Linked DNA regions of Zea mays: regions 2 and 3 are each linked to region 1. Evidence: chromatin contacts called from public Hi-C data. All regions are on one chromosome and are shown on one strand. The core of a region is the stretch at or near the end of the contact, and the rest is flanking DNA. Distances in the headings are between cores, read along the strand shown.

Evidence for each region. Hi-C and Micro-C count contacts between places; a contact is called where the count stands out from the background.
Region 2: a Hi-C map of leaf shows a contact between it and region 1, with 7 times the contacts expected there. The contact joins the promoter of LOC732831 here to the promoter of LOC100285916 in region 1. A contact is called at or near these places in 3 of 25 Hi-C or Micro-C datasets (endosperm, leaf and leaf mesophyll).
Region 3: a contact with region 1 is called in a Hi-C map of tassel, with 2.7 times the contacts expected there. The contact joins the promoter of LOC100274484 here to the promoter of LOC100285916 in region 1. A contact is called at or near these places in 2 of 25 Hi-C or Micro-C datasets (leaf and tassel).

The regions. Positions count from the first base shown.
Region 1 is chr4:180,206,837-180,211,439 of Zm-B73-REFERENCE-NAM-5.0, forward strand. LOC100285916 (protein CYPRO4) reads right to left here and starts at 2,230. Exons shown (of 2, transcript NM_001367228.1): 1 at 552-2,230. The coding sequence starts at 2,126. LOC100280612 reads left to right here and starts at 2,574. Exons shown (of 6, transcript NR_176461.1): 1 at 2,574-2,747; 2 at 4,164-4,252; 3 at 4,507-4,603.
Region 2 is chr4:179,868,788-179,873,390 of Zm-B73-REFERENCE-NAM-5.0, forward strand. It overlaps LOC732831 (UDP-glucuronic acid 4-epimerase), which reads right to left and starts at 2,755. Exons shown (of 1, transcript NM_001112441.1): 1 at 1,433-2,755. The coding sequence starts at 2,755. The coding sequence ends at 1,433.
Region 3 is chr4:179,934,219-179,938,821 of Zm-B73-REFERENCE-NAM-5.0, forward strand. LOC100274484 reads right to left here and starts at 2,312. Exons shown (of 2, transcript NM_001148843.1): 1 at 1,257-2,312; 2 at 757-1,105. The coding sequence starts at 1,969. The coding sequence ends at 1,259.

The sequences.
Region 1 (4,603 bases), core at 980-3,479:
CCAAGGTGGGATATTTTTTTAGAAGTGGTCTTTAAGCAAGGTTATTTTCGCCTTCTGAGTTGTTGAGACTGCTCCTCAAGGTTTAAGTACAACAACTATAACATGATTCTACAAATGTCCTTGTAGGAACATAATTACCGCCTCCTACTACACACCGGTACTTCTTACTAGGTGCAGAGATCATGCTGTTAAAAATGAGGACAAAACAATCACTTCATACTAGTTGTTACCACTTCGAGATAAAACAAATCACTTCGAGTAGGCACGTTCATATGCATAGAGAAAAGGGTGAACAAGTTCTCTCCTCTATACAAATCACTGGCATTTAATTGGTACAGAGTTACTTGTTGTGAGAATAATTCCATTACATCTATACAAATCACTTGCATAAATTAGTTAGTGCAACAACGAACTGTTACTATGACCAGGACAAGATAAATCCAGATAATTCATTTATCATGCATATCTAGATTAGCATTCTATTTAATTTTACTAGATTAGCAACATGGGCATCTATTATTATGTGCTCAGAACAGTAGATTTGAACTTACCCATGAGAATTGCCCGCCGTGGAATTTGTTGTCGGTCCCGGCTAAAACTGAATCAAGTGGAGTGAGCTTCAGAAGCCTTGGTGCAGCAATCCTATTCCCCATTCGGCCACTAAACCCAGTCTTTTCTTTCCCATCTTTGTCCTTGAAGATAGTGCATATCAAGATCAAGTATGTGTCAGTTGTTCCCAGAATCCATTTCCCATCATAAGTAACATCTACATGTGTAATCGGGGACCCAAGGCCTGGGAATGCTGTCTTCGCCATACGCATCGAGCTCTTAGAATAGAGTCTGATCTTGCCATCCACAGAACCAACAACGATTGAACCATCCCCAGTACTTGCAAAGCACTGGAAATTGGTGCCCCGCGAGAACTGATGACCCTGTGACCAGTTCAGCACTGGTGAGTCTGATGAGCTACCGATTGTCTGCACCCGGCCTCTGGCGTCGCGCATATCCCATCTACACAACCTGTTGTCATCCAGGCCCAAGAATGTCGACCCGGAGGGTTCCAACTGCGCTCCCTTGCTGTCATTGGCAATGTCTCGCATTGTGATATCAGCTCCATCCTTCTCAAACCGCCATTCTGCGACAACCTTCCCAGTCTCAACGTCAACATGGTGAACACCATTGGAATGCAGAGCCTCTCCTGGGCTCATCAGTAGCATGTTAGTCTCGCCGCGCATCAGCAGTGCCTTCTTCGGCGTCGAATAAGCGCTCCCACTGCCGCCACGGCCTCCCGAGATCTTCACCGACGCGCCCTTCCCGTGCAAGCCGTGGCGGAAGTTCTTGACCACCTGTATCCCGGCGCCGCCGACTAAGAAGCTGTTGTCAAGCGCCCCAAGCGCGAGGCTCTGGATGCTGTCGCCGTCGCCGGCCTCCTCCTCGAACTCCTTAAGCAGGTCCTTCCCTGGTGCTGCGGCGGGAGGGGTGAGGCTTTCCTCCGCGTCGGCCCAAACAGTGTCGTCGGCCTCGGCAGGCCGCGCCCACGCGGCGAAGTCGGCGCCGAACACCTCCTTCCGCCCTTCGTCCGTGGCCTCCACTCCGTACGTGTTCTCGAAAAGACAGCGCTCGTACTCCACCCTGAACCGGCGCAATTCGGCGTCGGTGGGTAGTCGCAGAGCCCATACGGACCCGCTCGCGGCGAAGTCCGCCCGGCGCTGCGCGGGGATCGTCTTCAGCTGGAGCGCCGAGTCCACGGGCGCGGAGACCCGCGGCCCCGGCCCAACCTCTAGGAACCACCTGGGGGAGGAGGCGTCGTCGCTCGACTGGTCGACGAATGCGTAGGTCGCGCGGCGCTCGGCGGGCACCCAGCGCGCGGAAGGCGAGGCCCCGCCGACGTGGAGGTAGAGCTTGGCGGCGGTAGGTCTCTGGTACTTGAGATCCAGCGACCTGAGCTTGGCGTCGATGGCCTCAAGCGAGGAAGGTGTGGCGGTGCGGAGGAGGTCGTCGTCGCGCTGCCCCGCGCTCGCTGCGGCCTCCGCGATGGGTGATCGGGCGTCATAGTCGTCCTCGAATTCCTCCTCTTCGTCGGAGGAGGTGAGATCGACGTCCTCGCGGCTGTGGGAGCCGCCCATGACGGTTGCGGTGGAGGGGAATTTAACTCCGGAATTGCGAGCCGGCGATCCGGGGCGCGGTGCGGGAAAGGAGATCGTGAATTGGTGATGGAGGCGGGGAAAGTGAGGTCGGAGCGGCGGGGAGCGTGTATTTGTACGCTGCGGGCCGGGGATTGCTGATGAGGGCAGGGGATGGTCGGTGCGTGTGGCGGACGCGACGCGCTCCACGCGCCGGGGACGGCGAGGCCGAGCAGGTTCCTTCGTGAAGGGGGCGAACTACGATGATTGGTGTTGAGTTTGATGAGAGAGAGGTGACTAGGAAAGCCCATAGTGGGTGTTGGGCCCGGACTTGGAGAAAGCAGGGTTGCTAATGGGCATATGGCCCGAGGAGCCAAAAGGCCCACGCGAGTGTACGACTCAACTCACACAATCAGCCCCATATATGGCCCGGCCTCCTACTCCTACGGTCCCACCCGGTCTCCAGAACAGACAACCCGTCCTTCTCCTTCCCATCGGCTCCACACAACCAGAAGGTTCTTCGCTTCACTCTGCCCTGCGCCGCCGCCAACGCTGCAGCCGCAGTTGCCGCAGGCGGGAACTTGGACGTGCTACTCGCGACTGCTCTCATCTGTTCCCGCGTAGGTAACAACAAAGCTCTCTGATCCAGTCTCATGTCTGATTCCGCATCTGTGTTAGTCTCTCCAAGCTTTTGGAACCCTAGAAGCGTAACTGGTTGTTGTCGACGCCATCTCCTCATGAGCTGGTCGCGCGCAATCCGCGTGCCCCTTCTGTTTGAGTCGTCATACTGTGCCCATCTCGTGATTGGATTGGAGTTGTTGCGAATCCGTATCGAATCCGCTTGACGTTCTTTAGTATTCTTATATCATCCGATTTATCATGCAATGACCTGTTCTCCTGTTCGTTTGGGTCAATAGAGGTACCTCCTTGGTTTAGGGAATGAGGATCTGATCTAACTTTGCTGGCAAGGGTCGGTAATTGTTTAGACTTCCAAATATGATTCTGACCACTCTGTTGTAAATTTGCTGCTGTAGCAGCAAAACATCGGCTGGTACTAATTTTTGTTTAGAACATTGTTGGATTCCGAATCTGGTCGGCTACTCATTACCAGGATTTGTGGCAGGTGGTGTCTGTGATGTTCTGTGAGACATGTCTTGATTTCGGATACCCACCTGTTTTGATTTATGATACTCATCCCTTACTCTTAGCACCTTTTGGACATGAAAATTGTTTACAATGTGTTTTTTTTGGTTAATTGTTTGGGGGTGCTAATTTGACTTAACTCTATTTGTGCCTCTTCTGACTAAGTTCAGGATTCGTTCACAATGGCCCGTGTGTATGTCGGCAACTTGGATGCACGCGTGACTTCCGGGGAACTCGAAGATGAGTTCCGTGTGTTTGGAGTTCTGCGAAGGTCACTCACTTCTGTCAAACTTATCCCGGTTTTGTAGAAACTTCTTTTTGTAGTTTTTTCCATGTTTTCCCTTGAGCCTTGAAGGCTTGGCAAGCCAATGTAAGAACCTTGTCATTCATATGGTGATGAAACTCAAGAGAATAGCTTTATATTGTTTTATTGATTTATTTATGTGCTCACTAACTTATTGTGGAGGGTGATAGTTCAAAACCAACTTTAATTTCGCTTCACTAATATTCTTCATCAAATGTTTGTGTGGCCAACTTCCTTTCCCAATTTGTTAAACTTGTTTTTTTCACTGTGGTATTTGACTTTTCAAGGGCTTTGGCTGCGTATAAAAATTATTGATTGGAGTGGTGTAAAACTTTGAATTTTGAAACATGATTGTCCAACTATTTTGACCGCAAAGGTGGTTTGTAATGTTTATATTCATTATGCATTCTCTTCCAATTATGTCTTAGTTTCAGAAAAAAAATGTTTTGGATATTTTAGATGAAGGTGTGCATGTGTATCTTCATGTTGGATCTAGCGAGATGGAGAGGTTTTATCTGTTATATTTCTTTACGACTTCTTTCGTTATCAGATGAACACCTGGTGCAGTCCACTAACTGTTGTTCTCAATGCAGTGTTTGGGTCGCACGCAAACCACCTGGTTTTGCATTTATTGATTTTGACGACAGGAGGGATGCAGAGGATGCTATTCGTGATCTAGATGGTATGTTAGCAGTGTCTTTTGGTTGAACTTGTTTGAAGCTTTGCCTGGACACTTCAGTTTTATGAAGAGAAATCCCTGTGATTATTTGATCAGGCGTGTATATTAAGAGCTTCTTGCTTCTAGATTTGACTTTTTTTGGTGAACGAAGCAACACTTTGATTGTTCTGGATTTGCAATTTGTTACTCTTTACTCCTTCACTTTCCTCTTATTTTTGTCGGGTTAACTATACATTGGTGCATGGTTTCTAAAATAGGTAAGAATGGATGGAAAGTTGAACTATCTCGTAGCACCAATGGTCGTGGCAGTCGTGATCGGCATGGTGGATCTGAGTCAAAGTGCTATGAGTGTGG
Region 2 (4,603 bases), core at 1,505-4,004, 340 kb before region 1:
ACATCTAACTAACGGTGATAGATGGGTCGGCTACCTAAAAGGAACGAGAGCCAGCCCATCATTCTTTCGATCTATTTTCACAATTCTACTATTAAAAGCTTTTAAAGACATATAAAAATAAATATTTTTATTAACTTGATATGGTTATTTTTAACTAATGGCGACAACATTCTTCCTATTCCACTCTTCATTTCAAAATCCATACTAAGTGTCCGTTTGTTTCTCCGTACTATATTTTAGTCTATGTGACATCAAATGTTAGAATGCTTGTTAAAAGAATTAAATATATTATAATTGTAAAACAAATTATATAGATGCAAACTAAATAATTATTAAAACTAATTAGTTCATGATTTGCTAATATGATGCTACAACAAATATTTGAATACCATGGACTAATTATGTTTACTTTTTTTGTCTAGCCGTTTGTAATTAATTTTATAATTATACCATATTTCTAATACTCGTAATAGAGATTCAAATATTTAATGCACATGAGCTCAATCTTAGTCCTAGAATCAAATACGCTCTAAAACAATATTGTCAACAGTGTAGACATATCCATCAGTTTACTCGTATAGTTAAACACACTGTTTACGGTGTGAATTTTAAAATAAAAGACGAAATGTAAAACTACTTCGTACTATGCACGCAGTGGCGGCATCTGGAGCCACGCTAGGAATAGAATCCTGATCAAGCACAATGCACATTCGCATCCAGTTTGATATATAAAAGAATTGCAGTTCGTACTATCCTCTATGGCAGCTCAGAGACGAAGGCCCACGCAACCGCGTCTGACGGCCCCACCCATGTGAGCTACCATTACGTGGGGTATGAACCCCACAGGCATGAACATGACCCATCTCCATTCAGACTCAACAGACATATGGGTCCCACGGAGCAACAAAGCTGCAGATGGCCCACCGGCAGTGCAGAGGGACCGAGCGAGGCGGGAGCCAGCTGGCGACCACTTCGCGCGGTTCGAGGTACCTCACGCCACCACGCTGGCAGTCGCAGGCCGCTTATCTTATCCACGACGGCGAGGCCCACGTTGCCGCGGGCTATTTGCACGAGGACTGCCACGACCGGACCGGACCGGACCGCCGATTTCTTCTCCCTCGTCTCCGGCGGTTACTCTGACAGTCTGACGGCGCAATGAACAGCGCGACTTTAGAATTGCAGTTTGATTAATGGAGAACGGCCAATTTACACAGAGAGAAAGAAGACGGAGGAAGGAAAAAGGAAAAAAAAAAGACTGCTCTCCATTGCTTTCTTCCTCCAGACCTCTCCACACCAAGCGAAGGATTTTTCTTCGACGAACATCCTAACATAACATATTTCCACCAACCAACAAAATCCAATGTCAATGTCCGACCTAGCATGGTGGCCACGGCCGGGCCAAAGCAGGAAAAGGAGAAAGAATTAGCACGGATCAATGTCGCGAGTTCTTGGATCCTCCCCTGGTGTAGCCGTAATAGGACAGGTACCACTTGACAAACTTCTTGAGGCCGACGTCCAGGTTGGTGGTGGGTTTGTACCCGAGCTGCTCCCTGGCTAGGGAGATGTTGGCGTGCGTGAAGGGCACGTCGCCGTTGCCGGGCATCTCGACCACGTTCTTCTTGGCCTTGACGCGGAGGTGCTTCTCCAGGATGGACACCAGGTTGGGCACCGTAACGGGAGAGGTGTTGCCGAGGTTGAAGATCCTGTAGGGCGCCGGCCCGCGCTTCTTGCCGCCGGTGCCGGTGCTCTTGCCGGCCGTTTCCAGGGAGGCGAGGCAGCCCTTGACAATATCGTCGATGTAGGTGAAGTCGCGGGCCAGGTCCACGTGGTCCTTGCCGCGGTAAACCGTGATGGGCTTCCCCTGAAGGATGTTGCGGGTGAAGGAGAAGTAGGCCATGTCGGGGCGGCCCCAGGGCCCGTACACGGTGAAGAAGCGGAGGCCGGTGATGGAGAGTCCGTAGATGTGGTTGTACGTGTGCGTGATCTCCTCGCCGGCCTTCTTGGTGGCCGCGTAGAGTGAGGCCGGCTGGTCGGTGCGGTCGCGCTCCGAGAAGGGGACCTTGTCGTTGAGGCCGTAGACGGAGGAGGAGGAGGCCCAGACGATGGCCGGCTGCGGGTCGGCGTCCTTGCAGGCCTCGAGGAGCGTGACGAGGCCGGCGACGTTGGAGTGCACGTACGACGCCGGGTTCTCCATGGCGTAGCGCACGCCGGCCTGCGCGGCGAGGTGGAGCACGTGGGTGAAGGGCACGACATCGAAGAGCTTGGCCAGGAGGCGGCCGTCGTTGATGTCGCCCTCGACGACGAACACCCCGTGGGAGGCGAGCAGCGCCCTGCGCGCCTTCTTCAGCGACGGGTCGTAGTAGGCGTTGAAGTTGTCGACGCCGACCACGCCGTCGCCGCGCCTGCGGAGGGCGAGGGAGCAGTGGGTGCCCACGAAGCCCGCGGCGCCCGTGACGAGCACCGACATCCCGGCCCCGGCGGCTGACCCGGGGGGCCGCCTCGGCACGGCGGACGCGCGGATCTGCCTCTCCCAGTGCAGGCCGCCCCAGGAGGCGGCGAAGTACTTGGAGGAGGTGTCGACGAAGGACTGGAAGCTGAGGTAGGACGCCGTCATGGCGACGAGGAACAGCGCCCACAGGAACATGGTGCTGGTGGACGCGAAGCAGCGGTGGAGCTGCCGGTTCATGGCGCCCGCCCGCTCGATCTTCACCTTGCCCGGGGTGGAGGGGAAGAGGTCCTCCTCCAGCACCCGCATCTTCAACGCCGCCGTCTTGCCGTGCGACAGACGCAGCGCAACCCGATGAACGCCTCTCCCTCCTTCTCCTCGTCGCGGATTCTGCTTCCTCGACGCAACGCAAGAACCACAAAAGACGGCGCCGCGGGGCAGAGCCGGAGACGCAAGGGACCACCAACCCGCGCCGCGCTGGTCGGACTCCGGCTCTCCTCCTCCCTTCGACTGATTCGCTGGCCGATTGGTTGATTATTCCTTGCTCTCCCTGGACGGATGGATGTATCGACCGCCGGAATGGTGGATAGGTTTCCTTGGGACTTGGGAGGGCGGAGAGCGTGCGCGCCGCGAGGGAGGAGAGGATGAAGAGGAAAGGGGGGGCAGGAGCTTGATGCGCGCCTGCCGACAGCGACGGGGCGGGGATATAAATAGGGGAGCGGGGCCGACAGCGACGGGAGCGCGTGAACGCGGTGGCGGCGCAGAGGGTGCCGCCGCAGGTGACGAGGAGGCCAGGGAGGTGGCCGCGGCGGACGGGCGCACGGCGGCCCGGGATTGGGAGGCGATCGGGTCCGGGCGGCGGGCGGCGCCTATTTTGGTGGTCGGACGCGCTGGGATGAGATGGATGGGCGCTGGGCGAACGGCCGGACGCGCTAAAAATTTTGTGATCCAGGCTCATCCCATTTATTGGCGTTTTTGCGCGTGGACGTTAATGTGATTTGTTGTCAGTCGTCTCGTCTGGGAGATGAGTCTTTTCCCGGTTTAGAAGCTTCCATGTTCAGATTGTCGATCTGGAGACGTGGTAAAAGAAAATCAAATTTGCCTCCAAGTTTAATCAGATGTGAATGAAAAGAAAACGGTTGCTATCCAATCCAAATAGTCAATTATTGACTTTGAGGCGCCGTTTGTTTCAACTTTTTCCAACTTCTGACCACTAGAAGCTACTATAGACTGCCAAATGGCTAACTTTTAAGCGTTTCTATAAAAATTACTTTGCTCAAAACCATCCAAACAACGTTAACACAAAATCGGTCGAGCCGTTGCGATAGTAGTAAACCGTCAATTTCTACATTCTGAACCCTACGAACTCTTTTATCTTTCTTCACACGTAATCTTCATCGTACTCAGATTCTCTCTACAATCAGATTCTCATAAAAGTTCCTGAGAAAAAAAACTGAACCAAACACTCTAAATAAAGAAAGACGTAATACTCTCTCATAAGATCAACCCCAATGAGGAGTAGCCATTTGCAATTTTGTCACTATCATTTGTGGGCGTCAGTATGCCATCGGGCCCAAAAATCATATATAATAGTTCCACCAGTCATAAACACGAGATGACATAATATCAGAGAGCCAAAATTAAGAGTGACAAAATAACAAATTTCTCAACAGTGAGTAGAGTTCGATTATAAGTAGGGATGAAAGTGGTAACCCGGGCTGTTATGACAATTTAATATTTTAAAATAGATATTATAAAATTTGTTGATCTTTTATTATGTTACCAAGCACATTATTACAAATAAAAATAAAATATTGCATAAATTGTTTTATGTATTGTTTGCCCCCTACAACAAAACAATGAAAAATTATCAAATTTGTTTCCGAATCCATACCGACTTTTATATATTTTATTTGAGAAAATATATGATGAATTTGAGTGTTACCTTTTATGATTTTTAGAAGTTCAATATTAAAAACAAGAATACAAATTTGTATAGTAGATTCTATATCATATTTATTCGTAACTAAAGAAAATTGACCAAAAATTGATTACCGAATAAATATCGTTTCCGACCGTTTTCAACCCTAAATATAAGTACGAGAATAAATAAGTTGCTGAAAATAGCCTCACATGATGCACACAGAAGACATCTCT
Region 3 (4,603 bases), core at 1,062-3,561, 270 kb before region 1:
AGGTGACTGTGGAAGTGGCTCTCTCTTCAATTCGCTGTCAAATTCTAGCTTATAATTAAATGATCACATATATGGCCACAACTTTCACCCAACCAAGGAACCAACAAAGGTAGATAGATATATTACCTACGTGGTTAGTTCAGTAATTAATTAATATGAACTTTTAGTACATTTATTTTTTTACAAAACTAATTACGACAAAATACTGAATGGCTAGTGTTTTAAAGTTAATTATATGGTTCAGTAATTTATTAGATTGACTACCTATATATGTTCGACACCTCACTCGTCACTACGGTCGACGTGCGTACACTGCTGTACCTGTATGCCATGTTGCTGGTCAATCAACGCGAGCGAAAAGTCCACCAACCAATATCTATGGGGTAGATCGCTAGCTATATCCACGATTCCAGCTGCTGGTGGGCCGCCGTGGGCATCATCCGCGCATGCATGAAATGCATGGCATGTTCTTGTATTGTTCGTTCTCAGCAGCTGTTCAACATGCATGCATGCGTATGTGTACGTCGACGTCTGAGTGTTCACCATGTCTCCGGTCATCATGCATGCATATCGTGATCCCTGCTGCCTTCCTCCGACCACCTGTCCGCTCGATTCGTACGTCTTCACTTTGTCATCGATCTTTTCCGGCGGCGAACGTGTGCAGCAGCCATCTCCATCGTCCGGGTCCACCACCAGTCTCCGGTCAATTAACTCCCCATACATCGGTTTATGCACGCCCAGCTAGCTAGCTTGTTTAAAGAGTAACCAAAAACTTATGTACATGCATATATATATTTGTGTCGGAGTAGCACGTACGTAGCACACACTAGTACTGTACTGTACATATATATACGGCACGCACACATGACCTTCGCCTCATGATCTCTCTCAGTGCTACAGAATGAAGAAACAAACAGGAAGAGAGCTGCTAGCAGCACGTATGCAAGAGGAGAATAAAGGAAGAGAGGGCCGGGGAAAAGCTCTCCATTCCGTCATGATGCATGTCTTATATTATATCCATGAACGATGGACGGTCTTGATCACATTTCAGTACGTATATATATGTGTAGTAGTTCGAATTCCCCTCACTACTGCTGCTTCAGCACTGCAAAACACCGCGAGAACACAACAAGCAGTTAGTAAAATGTAATAAACAAATTTGGAACCAACCTAATAACCGCAGAAATTTAATTTAAAATGAGCGACAGGAGTATACGTAGTGGGCCGGCGAAAATGAAAACAAGCTGAGGACTTACAATTAAGGGTTGTTGTTGGCGTGGCCTGGAGGCTGGAGCGTCCTCAACAGGAGCTGCATGGCGTCGACCTGAGCTCTGAGCGACACGGCGTAGTCTAGGGTCTCACCAAGCAGCGTGCACTCGTCCGCCATCCCTCGCCCTCCCGGCACCATCCTCCTCAGCGCCCCGGCCCGCGCCCGCCGCCTCGCCACGACCCGCGCGACAGCGCCAGCGGACCAGGCCGTAGTGGCTCCGCTCTTGGGCCTGGCCCGGACCCGGAGCCTCCGCCGCCTCGGGACGGTCTTCCTGCAGCCGGCTGCTGCCACCGCCGCCGCCGTCCCGCACGGCAAGCACGTCTGATGGCCCGAAGGCCGTGCATCGGCGCCGGCGACAAGCAGGTGGGGCGCGTCGTCGTCGTGCCAGTGCCACCGGCCATGCTGCTGCGACTGCGACTGCGACGAGAGCTCCGCCGCCAAAGCCCGGCTCCAGCGCGGCGCGGCGCCCCGTGCGGCGGCGAGGGCGGCGTCGGCGGCGTGCCTGACGGCGTCCCTCCTCTCGCGCAGGCTCATGGCACTGGACCACGACGGCGACGCAGCGCCGTCCTTGTTGCTGAGCCGTAGGAGCAGGTTCCTGAGGATGGCGTGCCTGAACTTGTTGGACGACCCTGCAGTACTCGTGCCGCCTACTAGTACTGCTAGGCTGCAGCCGCTGCTTGGCGGCGGTGAAGGAGACATGTGGAAGAAGATGCAATTGCAAGCACGACGACGACGCTGGGTGTGGGCTTCTTAATTTAGCTTGGCCACCGTACCGTATCAATGGAACGAGGATGGAATGAATCCAAGGGCTGACGATGATCGATCAGAACCCGGGTGCTAATTTGCCGGGTAATCGCATACGGGCGCCGGTCTGGTAATGGTGGTACGGTGGTGCTTTAGTAGTTGTGGATCCGATCGAAGAGGACAGATATTTGTTTGTGAGCGCGCTGAGCTGAGCTGAGAGCTAGAGAAAGCAGGGAGCAAAAGAAGAAGAAGAAGGAGGAAAAGATAATGGAAGGTTGTTAGCAAGATGATCACAGACACACATATGGCAATGCGAAGGACCCGGACGGAGCAGCCTAGCTATATATGGCGTTCATTGGCTGGGCTGGGCCCTAAACCGCTAAACGGCGAGAGGGGAGGAGACAGTGCACATGCAGGCACATGGGAGAGGTCAAGGCCCAGGTCCACTATATGCATGCCTGGCTATGCATCTTGTCCTGCGATTGCAACAATAAGCTCGCCTTCATTGAACGGATTTTAATATGTGTATACGGTATACCCGGGGTACGTACGTGTATTGCGAATGTACGACGCGTACTTGACGACTCTCATGCAACGTCCTCGAAAAGGATTAGGGAGGGAGAGGCCCCATCGGCCACATGCATGGTCTGTATGCTCACGAAGGGCTTACGTGAACAGCACACCGTACCCGAGAGTTGACAATATCATAGTGTCATTTTATCTTAGTTTTGGGGGGACTGATGCTTGTTTTTAATTTGTTGCATGGTATATATCAGCGTACATTTGAGTTTCAGCGTACGTACGCTGTTCTGACATATACTATATGCTAGTTCCGTGACGATGACGCTGGCCGGGTATCATCAGTAGGCCGGTCACACTCATCATAGCCCTTAATTAGCGGGACAGGTTGCTTATCCCCCTCGCCCAATATATTATGAGTGCATTTGGTGGTGGCATGCATGTGACACTGCATATGCATGCGCGCGGTAGTAAATAAATAATTGCTCGTTTGCACGCTACTAATCATCCTTTGTCGTCGTTTCTTATGAAGGAGCGAGCACAGTTTGTATTGTTCATTCACATGCAATGCACTGCTTGCCCGCCCTTCATTTCCCCCCCTATTCTATTCGCTCGCATGCAGTGCAGCTATAGCTCGCCAGCAAGCAGTGCAGACAAAAACCAAAACAAAGCGAGAATCCGAGATCAGTAGTAGTAGAAGCCAGCAAGCAGTGCGCACGCAGTCACTGTACACAGCCAGCAACCACGTTGGGGTGCGAGGGCGGGCGGAAGCTTGCGCATGTGCCGTGTTCCTGTCGCGCGGACCGGGTCGGGCCCCTGCTGCAGCTGGAGCAGCTCCATACGGATCCATCCATCGTGCTCGTGCGTGCATGATGCACAGGGCCGCACAGCCCAGCCGCTCGGCTTTATACCTCGTTTTCGCTCGAAAGCGATGCGTCGCGTGCGCGCACGGCACAGCAGATAGAGAAGCAGCTTTATGTGGTAGCAACTGCTAGCAAGTTCAGGTACTAGCTACGTACTGTTCTTGAAGCGGAGCTGAATGGAAGCTATTCGACCGCAGCATGGGCATGGCCGGGTAAACGACGATGCGACGCATACACGTGCTGTCGTCGGTCCACCACATACAGTAGCACACGACGACGACGACGACGCTAGCTAGCAGCAGCCTAGCACGGGACGGAACCAGCTAGGCGCAACGCAACTGAACCACGGAGGCCCACTTGCCAGCCCAACGTGGCCATTGCACGCGAGGAGAGAAGCCGACAGGGACGTAGGCGATGATGGAAAATTGCGTAGTATTCTAAAACCAGATTCTAAATAGAGGCAAAATTCATATATATTCAATCACAGCACTTATGCGCAAAGGAAAATTGGAAGAGAATTTCGAGACCGGGGGGAAACCTGAACACGAATAGGTCGTAAACTAGCCATGCTCTATCTCCTGTTACTTTATCTATTTAGGTATGAGAATGACCGTAGCTATATAATTTAGTCTATAACTTCTTAAATTAGCAATGTGGGACTAAAATCCAACAGTCACTTTACTTTGGAATTTAAACAGAATGCAATGGACGGCTCAAATGGGCCCAAATTCCAACAGGCGCGATGCACTGTGCAGTGTGCACGCACGCACGCACGCATGGGGCCGCGCCGAACCAGACGGCACCCGCCCTGGGCCCCGCAGCAGCAGCAGGGCAACAGAGGTAGCCATTCTCAGGATCCATCTTGTCACGCGATGGACGGACGGCCAGCTGCATCGGCTCGGCTCACAGACATGCACGTTGGCCTTGCCTGCGCGTGCGCAGCGCGCACGTAGTCGTAGGCCCCGTCCCTGTGCCTGTCCTTTCACCTCAGCTATAGCTATAGCTACTATTAGCGGCCGGCCAGGATGGATGGATGCGTGGTCGATCCGTCGATGGAAGAAGGGGTACGAACGGGTATGGTCGCGCTCGCGCGGAGGAGCACCTGTCACATCCATGCCCCGCGCGCATGCACGACGTGAAGGTGCCGATCCCTGTCACATGCATGTAAAAAAGTATCATTGTCTGTCATACTAATTAAGTATCGTTA